Linked DNA regions of Mus musculus: regions 1 and 3 are each linked to region 2. The links are chromatin contacts, called in public HiChIP or PLAC-seq maps. All regions are on one chromosome and are shown on one strand. Each heading gives the region's core, a stretch centred on a gene start, on an enhancer-like site or on the middle of the called end of the contact. The rest is flanking DNA. Distances are from core to core; before and after follow the strand shown.

Region 1 (2,700 bases), core at 112-2,611, 220 kb after region 2:
CTGTAATTACTTTCTTTGTAAGCCTGAATACCCAATCAGATGAATGTCTTCTCCACGCATCTTGTCACCTTTAAACAAAGGAATCTGGAAGCCACAGCAACATCTGTGTCCAAATATAGCCAAGCCTGTTTATTTTATTTTAATTGAAAATCAAATGACTTTAGATGAACAAATCATTTAGAAACAGCACATTTTTAGGTAATTCTTAAGATCATTTTGCCAACCAAGAAAGCAGCTTGATGTCAGGCTGTCTTCATAGGATCTTCTGAGCTGTGATGCTATCAGCGTGAAATCAGGGAGAGCATTCAAAAAAAAAAAAAAATCAGGGATGGCTTGAAGTGATTTGCACAAGAATTCTCGTTCCACAGGAAACCCACGTTCTAGACACAGGCTGACCCTTCCCTTGTAAGTAAGCTCACTCACGTCATTTGCTTACTTTTTTCTCAGCACAATTAAAGATGCAATTCATTAAAAGTCACAAAACGTTGTTTTGACAGACATTTCTATTAATGCTAGCAAACACGGAGCCAGTTCTAAGCCAACGCCGCCCTCACCTCTGCAAGTGGGAGAGTGGCTTTCAGACCCTCAGAGTTCCCATGAGTGACTCACACCTGCAGTGATCTTCCAGTCTGGGGTCTGGCCTGACAAATGCTTATTCCTTTAGGCTCACTGTGGTTTCTTTTAGAGGCAAGCCTGTGTGCTCAACAGTTTATGAAAGGGTAATAGGAACAGGAAGATAGTCGTGTTGTTTTTTCCTCGACCCTTGAGGATTAAGAATAAAAATTAAGCCAATTAAGGGGCCCCGATTGCCCTGAATGTCTTAGGAGGAAATGACTTTTTAAGGCATGTGGGAGTTATTAAAAAAAATATATCCCTTGGAATATTTCCTTCTGTGTGTTGATACACAGAGGCCTGTGGAATGGGCTCTCAGAAGGAAACAGTGACTTGGATAGAAACCACGTTGCTGTTGTAAATAGAAAGAGGTCAAGAGAGAGGTCGTATGCAGTTTTCCAGTTATCTTCTCATTGTGAGAAGTCACTGAATTCAGATACATCATGAATACTCTGGATAATGAAGGATCCCCCCAAACCATGTGTGGTAAGAAAAACATCAGGGATCTTTCTTTTTTTTTCTTCCTTCCCCCCCTCCTCCCCTTTTATTCTATTTATTGACATTCACCTTGAACCGTACAGTTTGGTTGTCATACTTTTCGGTGTCTGATGTCACAGGCAAACCATGCAGTATCAATGAGACTGTGACAGGCCGGAAGAGAGAGGCTTAGCCTCGCCTTTTGCATAGCACAAACAGCCTAGTGTGTTGGTGTGAGGCTGATTGCCTTGTGAGGGACCGGCCTCCTGCCTGGGATGTTCTCCGTCCTCTGTCTGCCCCCTAGTGGAAAGGTGAGGAATATGTGGGAGTTCGCTGAGGGTGTCTGAACGGAATCTGAAGTAAGGCTTCTTGAGACCTTCCTTCTACAGCCCCGTTTTCAAGCATGGCCTCTTCTTCACTCGGAGGAGAAGAACGCCAGCTCATTGAGTATTCTGCAGCCTCCCTAGAATGAATACCTCCATTTTGGTGTGCTTTTTCTAAGGCCTTCAGTCTGCCTGTGACAACCCTAATCCCCACGTCACGACACTTTCGCATGTGCAATCAGCGCCAGACACTTTTCCCAGGACGTGAAAATTATTCTTAGAGTCCCACAAACTAAAGAGTCCCACAGCACAGTGCTGTGCTGTTGAGCATGCTGCCACCACAAAAGCCCTGCGTTTCCCAGAATGTGTCTCTGGGATTTGTCATTTATTCACGAGAAACCTGCTGGTTGCCAGACACTTGGTTCTGGAGACACACAAACACTTGGCCAAGGCTCCTTCCTAGGGAAGCCTGTGGCCCAGAGAAGGAACAGTCTATCCTTGATTGCCACAGGATTCGGTCTGTGTTCCTACATACCCACGCTGCGCTGCAGTAGCAAAACCCATGGGGGCAGAGCCAGGGGATTGGTTCCAAATTCTAGTCACAACAAAGCTAAGCCAGCGAGTGCTTTGTTCAAATGACTCAGGTAGATAAATGAGGCCAGCACAGGCCGTCCTGACACCACACACCTCTAGAATGCCCTGGCTGTGCTCGGAGCCTCTGATGTCACCCGGTATTTTCATCCCTCCCCAAGTCAGAGTGTTCTGTGTCAGCTATGCGGATGTTGCTAAGGGGCTGGCCAGTTTCGCGGTGCGCTCCCTTAGCCGACCTGCATGCTCTCCCTGCTCTGGTGGCAGTCGGCTCGTGCCAGCCCTCCGCACTGCTTCGCTCATTTCAAGCCTCACTTTGGTTTTTGTTTTCTTCTTGAATCCCATTTTCTGCATTGCTGATTCCCAGATATGAAAGACCTAGAAAGGACGGATGAGCATTTCAATGACCCCAAAGCACTCTGTGTCGGGTATACAGACTCATACTTAAGGGTAATGGTGTTATTATTGGTATCGGAAATGCTGGAAGAAGAAAAACAAGATTGATATTCGAGGCTTCTGGCTCATGACAAGAATTAATGCAGAGAGGGTGGAGTCAGTGCTAGCTTGATAGTGAGACATCCAATGCAGGAGGATGCCTGCACAGAGCCCGGACAAGATGGCCTGTTTCCTGGGCCTGAGGTGTTGTGTTCCTCTCTCACTGATGCCCAAATTGGGTGAATGGTCATCTTCGCTAGTCCTC
Region 2 (2,754 bases), core at 95-2,594:
AAAAAGAAAAAAAAATGAGGAGGCATGAAGTTAGGAGGGGAATGTGTTAGGGAGATATGGGAGGAGTTAGATAGGGAAATGGGGATATGTGTAAACACATAAACATCATCATATATATGTATAAATTCTCAATCGTGAAGAATATTTTTTAAATCAAAAGAACATATTTCTTGCAAAATTATCTTGAATGAGAGTTGCATAATCATTATTTACAAGAGTTTGTTTATTGTTCTTTGGTGGGTTTGTTGGTTTTTATTTGACAAAGTCTCACTGTGTAGCCTGGGCAGCCTTGAACCTGATATCTTCCAGTGTCAGCTTCTGGAATGCTGGGATTCCAAGTGTGCGTACCACATCACACCTGGATCAGTTTCTGTATGAAGAGGCCACTTTTATAAAACCCTTCTGCTGTATGTATGAAGGTGTGTGTGTGTGTGTGTGTGTGTGTGTGTGTGTGTGTGATACTTCTTACAATTAAACTGTCCAGATTTTAAAAAGCAATTTGTTTTTCCATGTTCCTGTTACTCTCCACAAATACCCTATAGGTGCTTCTGGCTTAAGGGCCTTCTGATGGTAGAGAGCTCTGTCACCATAGTATCACATACAAAATACTTTGTCTTAATTTTTTTTTGTTGCTTTTTTTAATTGTTTGTTTTGTGTGTTTGTTTGTTTGTTTGTTTGTTTGTTTTTGTCTTGTTTTTGGGCAGGGTCTTCCTATGTAGCCCTAGTTGTCCTGGAACTCACTATGTAGATCAGGCTAGCCTCGAACTCACAGAGCTCCACCTACTTCTGCCTCCAAAGTTCTGGGATTAAAGGTTTTTACCACTACACCTGGCGTCTTAAAATTTCTAATTTGCTCGAACGATAGCCCATCAGTTACAAAAGGCTTTTCCAGGAAATGCTGTGTGACTGTGAACCCTCAAGGATAGAGGCTGTGATGGAGAAGGCAACCAATCCATTTGCAAGTCCTCCATGGGAGGGCTGTTGTCACTCTTACTTGAGCAAAGGTAATATAAGCTTTACAATTGTCTTTGTTGATAATAAAATGTGCTTTTGAGAACTCATTTCCCCAACAAATATATGTATATGTGCTATTCAATGGAAGATTTCATTTGAATCCACTGCTGAGCAGAAGGTATCATGCTTTCTGATACACCTCTCTGTCCCTCCCTTCCTCCCTCCCTTTGCCTTGATAGCCTGAGAATTATGTGTTAAAACTTCATTTTAAAATGTAATGAGATGGATGATAAGGATGAATGGTGTGAAACACTATCTTCAGGGCATGGCATAGCCATTGTAACTACCGACTCTCAACAGCTGCAATTTTCTGTACTGGGCGTGCCCTAGATTGAATGCAGCAATAGTTAGTCAGGGGTAGGGAAGGGTGCACATGGTCCTGCCCTTCCCCTGGGAACTCTTGCCAATTGATGACTTCTCATGCTTACAAGCTTTTGTTGTGTAAACCTTGTTCCTTGATTTAAAACTATTGGTTAAATAGAATTAGCTATAGCCAATTACTGGAGGGATTGGAGGTAGGTGGGTTAGGAGTGACCTGGTTGGAGAAGAGACCAGGAGGAGGAGAAGGAGGAGGAAGAGCAAGAGGAGAGGAGGAAGCCGCCATGAGGAGAGATGGACAAAGGGCACATGGCCAGGAGAAACAGCAAGTATCTGGGGTACACTGCTAGGGAGGAGCCAGGCCAGCAGTGAGAAGAGTAGATTAGGGGTTACCCCTAAGTAATTGTCAGACCTAATAAAGTAAGTATAGTCTGAGTCTGTTTGTGTAAGGTAGCCGGGGATAAGCTTAGATTGGTTGTACAACAGATGGATGCTGACTGAGAGATGATCATTGTCTTCAGTTGTGTACTCACGGGTGAACTCATCAGCTACCAGAGAATAGTCCCTTAGCCTGTATTAGTTATTATTCTATCGCCATGATAAAAATGTCATAGCCAAGGCAACTTGTAGAAGAGAAAGTTTATTTTGGCTTAGAGTTGACTCAGTGTCCATCACTGTGGGGTGGGGCATGGCAGCAAACAGAGCAAACTAGAAGGGAGGCAAAGCTATATGTTTTCAGAGCCACCCCCAGTGGTGTACTTCCTTCAGCACAGCCAAGCTAAACTTTCTCAAAGAGCATCAGTCACTAGAGATCAAGTGTTCAAATGCCTGACCCTTTGGGGGGGACATTTCTCATTCAAACCACAGTAATAACACTCACAGTCACACAAATGCTCTTGGATAAACTCAGTGAGTCACAAGCCAAATGAACAGACATGAATATGGGAAATGGATTTGTAGGGGGGGGGGGGGTTGAGATGGGAGGGAGACTAAAGGTCCTGAGGAGAGAGTAGTGAGACTGCATTGCATGCAGATGTAAAATTGTCAGAGAATAACTATTTTAAAGATAAAACGAAGAAATTTAAACATAAACAACGCCAGGCATGATGGCACAGCTTTTAATCCCAACACTCAGGAGACAGAGATAGGTAGTTCTTTGTGAGTTTGTGGCCACATAGGGAATTTCAGGCTAGCCAGGGACTACATAGAGAGACTTTGCCTCAAAACCAAAACCAAACTAACAAACAAGACACCAAAAGAGGACAGGTATTGTGGTTCACACCTTTAGTCTCAGCACTCAAGAGGCAGAGGCATTATAATCTCTGTGAGTTTAGGACAGCCTGGTCTAAATAATAATTTCTAGGCCACCTGGTCTATATAAAGAGACTCTTTGTCCAAAATCAATCAATCATGCTGTTTATT
Region 3 (2,709 bases), core at 31-2,530, 200 kb after region 2:
CAAGTTCATGTTACTATCTTTATGTGCTGGCATTTGGCAATGTCTTCAGTCATTGTTTTTCATTATCGCTCTGGCTTTCAGAGCCTCCAGTGCAGTCACTTTGGCAAACTCGTGAATGCCAGCAGCCGTGTGAAGACAATGAGTGTCACTCTGTAATGTGACATGGGGAAATATTTTTCAATTTCCTAGCAGGTGCTGAGCTATGATTCTGACTCATAAAGGTGGTGATTATCTGTCTTTTCTGAAGTGAAGCAGCAGAGGGGAAAAAAGCATACTAAAACTAATGAAGAAAGCAAAAGTTGGGTCTGTTCTCTCTAGCTGGAGGATCTCTGGTCCTGGGAGTTGTTTTTCTCTCCTGTAAATGGATTGTTGTCTTGTGAAAGATAGCATCAGAGAGGATATTTGACTTTAGCAGGGACTGTTGGTGAACTGTATCCCTATACCTATGGACAATTCAAGAAAGATAAAAAGCATGAGGGCTTTATAGTGCTGAGTGTGGATGAAGCTTCTCGCAGACTGAAAAGAAATTCTTACCAGCTGCAGCACAAATACTGTTCAGAAAGGATTTTACATCAAGAGTTGTTTAACATCAGTATGCTTCATACAGGGAGGTCGCTGATCATATAGATGTGGTGTGTTAAGTAGAAACAGGAGTTGATTGATTCCTGTACAGCATGCATTGGTGATACAATGAATTAGACCCCATAATGGTTCTCCCTAGGTGTGGTGGAAGTGAAGGATAGGAGGGTGGTGGAGAAGGCTGATTTGACAGATGATATGAGAAGACCAGCTGACAGCAAAGGGAAGATGTTGCAGGATACATGTGCTTGAAGTATCAGAGGCCGGATACAGGACCAGAATATTTCCTCTATGCCTTCCTTCAGCATGGACATTATGTATCTCTATAAAATTTAGGAATCACAAACTTAAGAAATTATCTCTGAAGAGACAGCATTTATTTAAATGTCCTTGATCCATCCAGGGACCGGTAGCCTTATCAGTCAGTGGAGCCAAACTCCAGGCAGAGCTCAGGGAGTCATCTCCACAGCAAGGATTACAGCGGCCCCACCCATATCATCAGAGACATATAAAGGCGTCAGCAAAGTTCTCTTCCAATGGACTCATTTTTTCTCCAAAATTTGTTTCTTGCTTTCCAACTGCTTTGCTTAGTCTTCTGTAAGTAGATTTTGGGGTGTGGTCGCAGGAGGCCCGCCTGGAGGACTTCGGCGATGGAAGTGGGAGAGGCCCTATGAGTCTCACAGCAAGAATGAAGAGCCTCCTGCCTAAAGACGTTAGTCACTGGAAGTCATCCCTTTCTACCCACAGTGAGTCACAAGCCCCTCAGCCTCGCCTGTGGCGCAGAGGCTAAAGAACCAAAAACAGTTCATGCACATGTGAAACTACATTCGGGATGGACCATGACTGAAGGTCTGCTCCTGAGCTCAGCTTCCTCCAGCATCCTCGGGGGTGGGGTGGGGGTGTAGACCAAGCAGGAAAGTTCTTGCCCCTGTCCATCCTTCCCTCCCTTTGAACATCTTTCCCACACACTGCACACACCTTCCGACCACTGCAGCCAACAGTCTGCTTCTACCACCTGCATTTACAAGGCTTTTAACGTCTTCTGACCAGTCAGATATGCTGTTTATCCTCTCAGTTTCAACCACTGACTTCATTTAAGGTCATGTCCAAAAGGTGCTGTTTGCTACAGAGGGTCAAAAGTCACATTTTCTACTTTTTTTTCCCCTGTGAGTCTCACGCAGCAAATGCTCCTCTGTGTTCCTTTGACTTCCAAAGTTCTTGCTGGCCATAGTTTAACTGGATGCTTGCAGTCACACATCCACACGGTTCCCAAGCAGTGATTCTTAACCTTGTGAAAGTGCCAACGTTCTTTGAAATTGCAGTAGAAGGCAGGGCCTAGGCCCTCCTCAAGAGGACACATGTAAATATGTACAAGTGCTTCATGAAAATGCCAGGCTTCGCAGACCCTCTTGAAGCCTGTTCAGACAGTAACTCCAACCTAATGACCCCTGTTTAAACTCATTCTTCCAACTGTTCTGTGAGGTCATTGTATTGTGACCCATGGGAAAAACAAGGGCTGGTGAGTGGGACTCACCGCTGTCTGTGACTTGCCTGAAGTGGCTTCTGGCCAGGTTCCAAGTCTCCTCTGAAGCCTGTTTTGTGGACTTGTGTTTAGAAGAACAAAGCCAACACGGGAAGTACTTCTTCCAACAGGGTCTGCGTGTCAGAGCAGAGACTGGCATTCTTGGCGTTCTTGCCCATGTGATGATAGCTCCTGTCTGACTAAACCAACCTACAGAGTCCCACTTCGCCTCCTGAAGCAAGGTACCTTACCTAGGGTTAGAGAGACACATGTAAGAACAACAACCTCCTTGTTGTTGCAAATCTTTGACTTTCTCATGAGTAGTCCCCAGCTGTCTCCCCAAATCTGTCTGTACTGCCAGCTGGTCCATGAGGGTGCAGCCATACTGGGTCACTGTTGGGCAAGCAAGCTTTCTCTGTCAGCAGCCATGACTGTCATTCTCATGTCTTGACATAATGTGTTCCACACAAATCCTGGACCCTTTACTCAACTTTCCCCATGGATCTAAAGGCCTCTCTGTGTTCTAGCATGTGAATGATGTGTTGAGAAAGAGTCTCTGAAAGACATTGAGTGATGCTTTATGTAACAGCTCCAGTTTCAACTGTCAA

What was found. HiChIP or PLAC-seq counts read pairs in DNA pulled down with a chosen protein or histone mark.
Region 1: a contact with region 2 is called in a FOXA1 HiChIP or PLAC-seq map of pancreatic cancer cells. The contact joins two enhancer-like sites. A contact is called at or near these places in 2 of 15 datasets of contacts at CTCF or cohesin (both in the NIH/3T3 cell line), 51 of 484 Hi-C or Micro-C datasets (the AtT-20 cell line, the C2C12 cell line, the HL-1 cell line and 31 more), 30 of 115 datasets of contacts at active chromatin or transcription factors (the NIH/3T3 cell line, bone marrow-derived macrophages, cardiomyocytes and 18 more) and 1 of 9 other capture datasets (embryonic stem cells).
Region 3: an HNF4G HiChIP or PLAC-seq map of pancreatic cancer cells shows a contact between it and region 2. The contact joins two enhancer-like sites. A contact is called at or near these places in 11 of 484 Hi-C or Micro-C datasets (bone marrow-derived macrophages, brain, brown adipocytes and 7 more), 14 of 115 datasets of contacts at active chromatin or transcription factors (the NIH/3T3 cell line, bone marrow-derived macrophages, cardiomyocytes and 10 more) and 1 of 9 other capture datasets (embryonic stem cells).

The regions. Positions count from the first base shown.
Region 1 is chr3:65,862,115-65,864,814 of GRCm38.p6, forward strand. No RefSeq gene overlaps it. Among named protein-coding and RNA genes, the nearest start is that of Gm35039, 65 kb to the right of the region's middle. Within about 2 kb of position 1,362, at least 111 of the 459 cell types and tissues checked have an H3K27ac peak or open chromatin away from gene starts, as enhancers often do. A contact at or near this core is called in the C2C12 cell line, the HL-1 cell line, the NIH/3T3 cell line and 1 more, where this site is marked.
Region 2 is chr3:65,641,782-65,644,535 of GRCm38.p6, forward strand. No RefSeq gene overlaps it. Among named protein-coding and RNA genes, the nearest start is that of Mir8120, 16 kb to the right of the region's middle. Within about 2 kb of position 1,345, at least 17 of the 459 cell types and tissues checked have an H3K27ac peak or open chromatin away from gene starts, as enhancers often do. A contact at or near this core is called in the C2C12 cell line, the HL-1 cell line, the NIH/3T3 cell line and 1 more, where this site is marked.
Region 3 is chr3:65,843,226-65,845,934 of GRCm38.p6, forward strand. No RefSeq gene overlaps it. Among named protein-coding and RNA genes, the nearest start is that of Gm25755, 73 kb to the left of the region's middle. Within about 2 kb of position 1,281, at least 65 of the 459 cell types and tissues checked have an H3K27ac peak or open chromatin away from gene starts, as enhancers often do. A contact at or near this core is called in the NIH/3T3 cell line and pancreatic cancer cells, where this site is marked.